2 separate regions of the Hordeum vulgare genome follow, and region 1 is linked to region 2. A link is a contact called in public Hi-C data. All regions are on one chromosome and are shown on one strand. The core of a region is the stretch at or near the end of the contact, and the rest is flanking DNA. Distances in the headings are between cores, read along the strand shown.

Region 1 (3,016 bases), core at 290-2,789, 140 kb after region 2:
TGTTTTTTTTCATTGTATCGTACGAACTCTTTTGCTAGTGAAACTAAGGTATGCAGCTTACAATTTTGGTAACCGAACACTTCTGAAAACCAAAGCATTATCCTATAGGGCAGTGCTAGGCGCCGGCGCGCCGGCACGAGGGCTCGCGCCGGTCGCGCAGCAGCCGTCAGATCAGGGCCCTATGACCGTCAGATCTGGTCGCGCCATCCCCCACCCGCCCTCCATCCTCGCACGCGTCGCCGTCCCCGCACGCGCCTAGCCCGCGCCGACACCCCAGCACGCTCCGCCCGCCTCGCCTCACCTCCTCACCGCTGGCCGTCCTCCACCGTCGGTCGCCGCCGGTCGCCGCCCTCACCTATGTCGCTTTTCTGTGTGTTTCTAACCTCCGTGGATGTAGCAGCGTGCGCTCATGGTTGCAACTTCTTGTAAAAAACAATACGGTTGCAACAAAACAGAACGACACATGTAGCAAAATTGTATAATGGTTGCAGCATTTCCCATCATGGTTGCAACTCGCCCATGTCAACGGTTGTAGCAAAAACACAATACGGTTGCAGCAACAAAAAATGACTGATGTATCAAATTTGTATAATGGTTGCAGCATTTTTTCATCATGGTTGCAACTCGCCCATGTCAACGGTTGTAGCAAAAAAAAAACAATACGGTAGCAACAAAAAAGAATGACTGATGTATCAAATTTGTATAATGGTTGCAACATTTTTTCATCATGGTTGCAACTCCGCCTACAAAACTCCGACGAAGTTTGGTTGCAACTCTCATGGGCGTGGTTGTAACTTCTTTTATCAACGGTTGAAGCTTTTTTTTATGCCGTTTGAAGCTTTTTGCACACCGCTTGTAGCTTTTTTTAATACATGCACACACAGATCACTCCATGGCAGGAGGCAGCCATGTCATCTCCCCTGTGGCTCGGCCCGAGCACCGGCGATGGTGGTTTTGCAGCAGCGCCAGCGAAGGGTGCGAGGCCGTGCGGCGGTGCCTGCGGGGGAGGGGGCGACGGCGGCATGCACAGAGGAGAAGCTCGCGACGGCGGCGCCCGCGCGCGGGGAGGGGGCGACGGCGACTTGCGCATAGGGGAAGCACACAACGGCGGCGTCTGCACGGGGGGAGGGGCGACGGCGACCTGCGCGGGGGAAAGCACACGACGGCGGCGCCTGCGCGGGGGGAGGGGGCGACGGCGACCTGCGCGGGGGGATGGGACGCGCGCGATCCGTCTAGATCGGATGAACGCGGTGCATCCGGCTGAAACGGTTCGACCGGCGCGCAATGTATAAACGTTTACCTATCCTATATGTCGATGAAGCAACACGTTGTCATCGTGTGAGCTGCAGCAGAGAATTATATATCTAACCTACACCGCCAGGGATTGCGGCTTTCCGACAGTTTTTTTTTTAATCGAATGGAGGCGACGACCGACCGATCAAACTCTATACAAAAGTCGTGTCATTTTCGGCCCACGCATGCCGGGGCCTCACCAAGTCACCATCCCGTCGACAAGTGGAGGCCAATTACGGGCTCCCAGGGCAGGGCACCGCTGGCCTCCACTCCCGCGGTTCCACTCCCACCCACACCCAGTACGTGCTCCGTCCATGCTCCATCGCTTCTTGCGCGAAGCTCCATCGATCTGAGTCGGACGTGGGAAAGCCTACCACGGAGCCTAACCTAGGCGTTGGGTTAGGTCATGGAAGATGCGCAGGCTGCGCGCACCGCGAGTGATTACCGTCGACCGATCATCGATCCATTCTTCTCCTCCTTCCGTCCCCCGGTTCGGTCGTGGTAATAATGGAAGCATTCAAGCACTGCGAACGGTAGGTCAAGCGGACATGAGAGCGAGCGGCCAACAGTGTCGTGCACCCAGAGCCGGGTTCGATCGGTGCCCGGGCCCCGGGATGCGTCGCCTGGATTGAGTCAAGCTCAAGCATCAGGATGCAGTCAGTGGCCATCATGCCCCGGGCTCGACGAACAGTGCGCGCCACTGCAGATGATTACAGCGGAAAACACAGGGAACAGTGTGCCCCGTCTTTGTTCGGCACGAGCGCTGTTTCTTATATAAGCATCTTGTAGGTTTCATTTCAGTGCAGCATCGTAATCGCCTTCTTGCGGTATATGCTGGTTAGTTGGTGCTGATTTTACTCCAACTAATCATTTTCTTTCAAGTAAAGAGTTTTTTCTTTCCTTCTAGACATCTAGTGCAGTAGCTGTTGTGTAGCTATCACACATTTACCGCATGGTTTCTCCATTTGCTTTCGTGATTACTACTGATCAGGCGGTGAATTACCCTGCAAGGCGTTTCCAGACGGTGGCAAAAGGCAAAGGCTAATCGGCAAGCAACTCACACTAGGTAGGGGGGTCGCATACTTTTGGGAGCCGCACGCACGAGCACTCTCATTTGACTGAGATGTCAAGCAAAAGCAGAGACAAAAACCAGCGCATTTGGGGGGTGCAAGAAGTTGACTCCTCCAGGAAAGGGGTAGAAAACATTGTGCACAAACTAGGTGAGAAAGTCTTTCAATTTTGCATTGCAGAGTCATTGCTGCACTTGCCGACAGTGTTTACTTTTGTCAAAAGAAGCTGTGGTCTCTTGAAAAAACGGATGTCATACCAGGTCAAAATAGCTCACTTCAGAAGGATGTGCTTATTGGGGTATTTGATTGATTAATGATCTGGTTATTAGTATAGCAGACAGCATTCACCTTTACCTTTCAGAACGTACAAGACGAGAGCGACATTTTTGACCCCTTGATCAGTTAAGTGCTGCTGGTTTGCCACGGGGGGAGTTACTTAGTGATATATTTGCACGCCCTAAAAAATATTACTTTATTGGGATTTTAAGGTTTGTTATCATCGGTGGTTCTACCATGTCCACATAAAAGAGCACAAAAAGGCAAAATGATAGACATAAAAGCAACAAAACAAAGCAGAGAGAGAGAGAGATGATTTAATTGAATGTAAGACAATGCAATGAGTACCTTAAAAGAACAATTTGCTCAGTGCTAAG
Region 2 (3,053 bases), core at 510-3,009:
GGTGGAGAGGCTCTTGGCATTGTCGGCCCCGCCGGAGAACTGGTCGCCGCCGTGCGCGATCATGTTGGCCTTGAGGCAGCCGCTGCCGAGCGCCACCAGGTAGAGCGCGACGAAGAAGATGCTGGACTTGAAGCCCCGGGCCTGCTCGCAGCTGCCGTCCATGGACGCCATGCTGCACGGCGGCGGCTTCAGCTGCGGAAGGTGCGCTTGCACTGACAGCAGTATGAAGCCCTGAGGACAAAACACACTAGGTAAAAATCCGTTGCTTGTAGTTGGATCGACTTGCAAATCATATTTATTTCCGATTATATATACATATATACTTGCTTAATGAAAGTAGATTGTTTATTTGGTGTTTGGATTCTTCGATTCCATATTTCCATTAATGCAGTGTTTTAACGTACTCATTTACAAACGTTGTCTGCTACTAGTAAAAGAAAGGGTGCCAAGTAAAAGTAGGCAAGTAGTAACACTAGCACAACTTTCTTTGGACATGTTGTTTTCAGGCAAGCCCCCACAACAAGAAACAAATTCCCAGTGGCGTTTAGTGATTATCAGCCATGCTGCGTGCCGCGTGCGTTGAATTCAACCTGGTCCCAGAACCGGGTCCATGCATATGCATGGTGATTGGGGCCTTTTTATCCGGCCCATCCAAGTTCATCTCCCTTCCTTTTCACAGCGGAAACGCAAGAGTCAATCGGTCGGTCCGGTCACTAAAGGAAACACACTCTGGCACGTTCCATCTTCCTCATCTTCTTGTCCTGAATGAAACACGCGCGGACCACCCATTGGTGGTCAGTCACTGCTAGCTAGCTACTCCTGGTCCTGGTCTATAGATTGTTGGTCGTTTCTTGACGACATGTTTAAAACACTCCTATTTCGAGTAAAGAAACGAGGATCTATCTATCTAGGAGAGCATAGGAATGCAGGGTTGATTGATTGATTGATGGATGGAGAGATAAAAGCAAGCATGCATATGGTGAAGAGGGGTACCGAGAGCTCGACGAAGCCGAAGGTGAGCATGGTCCAGAAGCAGCCGAGGTAGGAGTCGGAGAGGAAGCCGCCGAGGAGGGAGAGGAGGAAGATGGTGCCCACGAAGTTGGTCACCACGTTGGCCGCCTCCGACAGCGGGAAGTGCATCTCCCCGAACACGTACGTGATGAGGTTGTTCCCCACCGCCGCGATCGCCATGATCTCGAACGCCTGGATCCCTGCGCATGGGCGCCTCGTGTCATATCACCAAGCCATGGATGGACATTGCTCCATCTCTCGTCCATGTGACAAACTAACTTCATGCGGGCAGGAGTAGTACGTACCTAGGACGAAGACGGCGGCGCGCATGCCGCCGTGCCGGCCCGGCTCGCAGGGGCGGCCCCGCCAGTCGACGGAGACCTCGTGCGGCGCCGCGAAGCTCTCGACGTCCATGCTTGGTTTCTTTCTCTCTGCTTGTGTGCTTTGCTTTCTAGGGGTCAACCGGGTTAGGTAGCAGCACTCGTGCTCGCAGCCAGTCACCGCTTGCTAGCTAGCTAGCTGAATGGCGAGCTCTGCTGCTGCTGCTGCTGCTGCTGCGGCGGCGTAGGTAAATGGCAAGTTGGTGGTCGGGGCATTATTTATAGGCCGCGGGGCAGAGGCACAACACGGCCATGACTCTGCCTGCCCTCCTCTCTTGCGATACTGAGTTGTGGACGAACGAATGCCGAAAGGGGCATTCAGCTAGTGGCCTTCCCTTTCACATCGGAATTTCGGGGTCGGCATCGGTCCATAGTGGCAGCGCAGTGCAGGTGTGCAGTGCCGCCCGCGATCGTGTGAGGAGGAGGAGGAGCTGCTCAGTTGGGAGGGCCGAAAAGGCGTGGAGTGCACATGCATCAAATATGGGGCGTGGATGTGGATATGGATATGGATTGACTTGCTCCAATTGTTGGGCAGGCAGGTCGATGCGCGCGTGTCTCTTGCTCTGCTCTGCTCTGCTCTGCTCTGCTGGAAATCTAAACTCAACCAGCGGTCAGCTTCCAGGTCAACAATATATCGTTGTTTTTGTGTTGTGAGTTGACTGACCAAAGCAGAGACGTTCAGATAGAGGGAGCCTGTTTCCTGACCAAAATTTTGCGAGTTATCTCAGTGGATTGAAAGGTACAGTACAGATGTAGAGGTAAAACCACAGCCACACGACAGGATAACTACTTGACCCCTTAAAATATGGTGGAATGTGTTTCCCTGTCTTGGTTTCTGTCGCGGACAGCGACACGGTGCACCCCCACGCAAGAATTGGTTCTCGAGACAGTATTGTCCTCGACTCGAGAGAGCAGCTGAGGCAGGTACCCTGGCTACGTAGTCCTCCGGTACGTCCGAGTACCAAGAATATCGATGGAGGGAGGACCATCTCCTGCCATGGATACTGCTATCTTGACATTCGTACAATATACAAGCAGCAGATCGGATGCCGATTAGTATGAACGATGTGACCAATGATTCGGGGTGGCAGTATATTTAACAGATTTTTCGCACGACAAGTTGCATGGTAATTAAGCCACAATGGCTTATGCGTGGGAATACTGGCTCCCCATATCCTATCACCATATGCCAAGATAGATATACATGCCTCCTGATTCTTCGCGCGCTGTTCAAAAAGACGGCAGCTCCAAATCTGCCGTTGAAAAGTTCAGTTCCCCTGCTTTTGTGTGCCCTAGCTAGCAGAGCAGAGATCACAAGGCATAGATTCGACAGTCACATGCTTGCTACAGTGACTCCCTCCAGATCACACACCAGATAAAAATATGATGCTCCTTAAACTACACAGAAGTGAACCAGCCGTGTGGCAAGTAACTCGCCGGGCCGCCGTGTGAAGTTGATCCCTACGTACATATATACTAGTACTCCTATAAACAAACAGTCTGAAGAAACACGGAGAAGTGTCAGTGGGCACCTAACGCGCACGATATGAAATTATTCAGGCATTATCTCACGGACACGCGCTTCTTGGTACGCGAAACGGGCCGGCTGCCATGCTAGCTATTCGCGACGGCACCGAAACGGACGATCGACAGGCCAAAAGA

What was found. Hi-C and Micro-C count contacts between places; a contact is called where the count stands out from the background.
Region 1: a Hi-C map of leaf shows a contact between it and region 2, with 2.2 times the contacts expected there. The contact joins the enhancer-like site here to the promoter of LOC123426790 in region 2. A contact is called at or near these places in 3 of 6 Hi-C or Micro-C datasets (leaf and seedling) and 1 of 1 datasets of contacts at active chromatin or transcription factors (embryo).

Annotation. Positions count from the first base shown.
Region 1 is chr2H:488,848,837-488,851,852 of MorexV3_pseudomolecules_assembly, forward strand. No RefSeq gene overlaps it. Among protein-coding and RNA genes, the nearest start is that of LOC123426790, 140 kb to the left of the region's middle. Within about 2 kb of position 1,540, at least 3 of the 3 cell types and tissues checked have open chromatin away from gene starts, as enhancers often do. A contact at or near this core is called in leaf and seedling, where this site is marked.
Region 2 is chr2H:488,705,009-488,708,061 of MorexV3_pseudomolecules_assembly, forward strand. LOC123426790 (protein NRT1/ PTR FAMILY 4.4-like) reads right to left here and starts at 1,760. Exons shown (of 5, transcript XM_045110678.1): 1 at 1,317-1,760; 2 at 994-1,211; 3 at 1-231. The coding sequence starts at 1,425.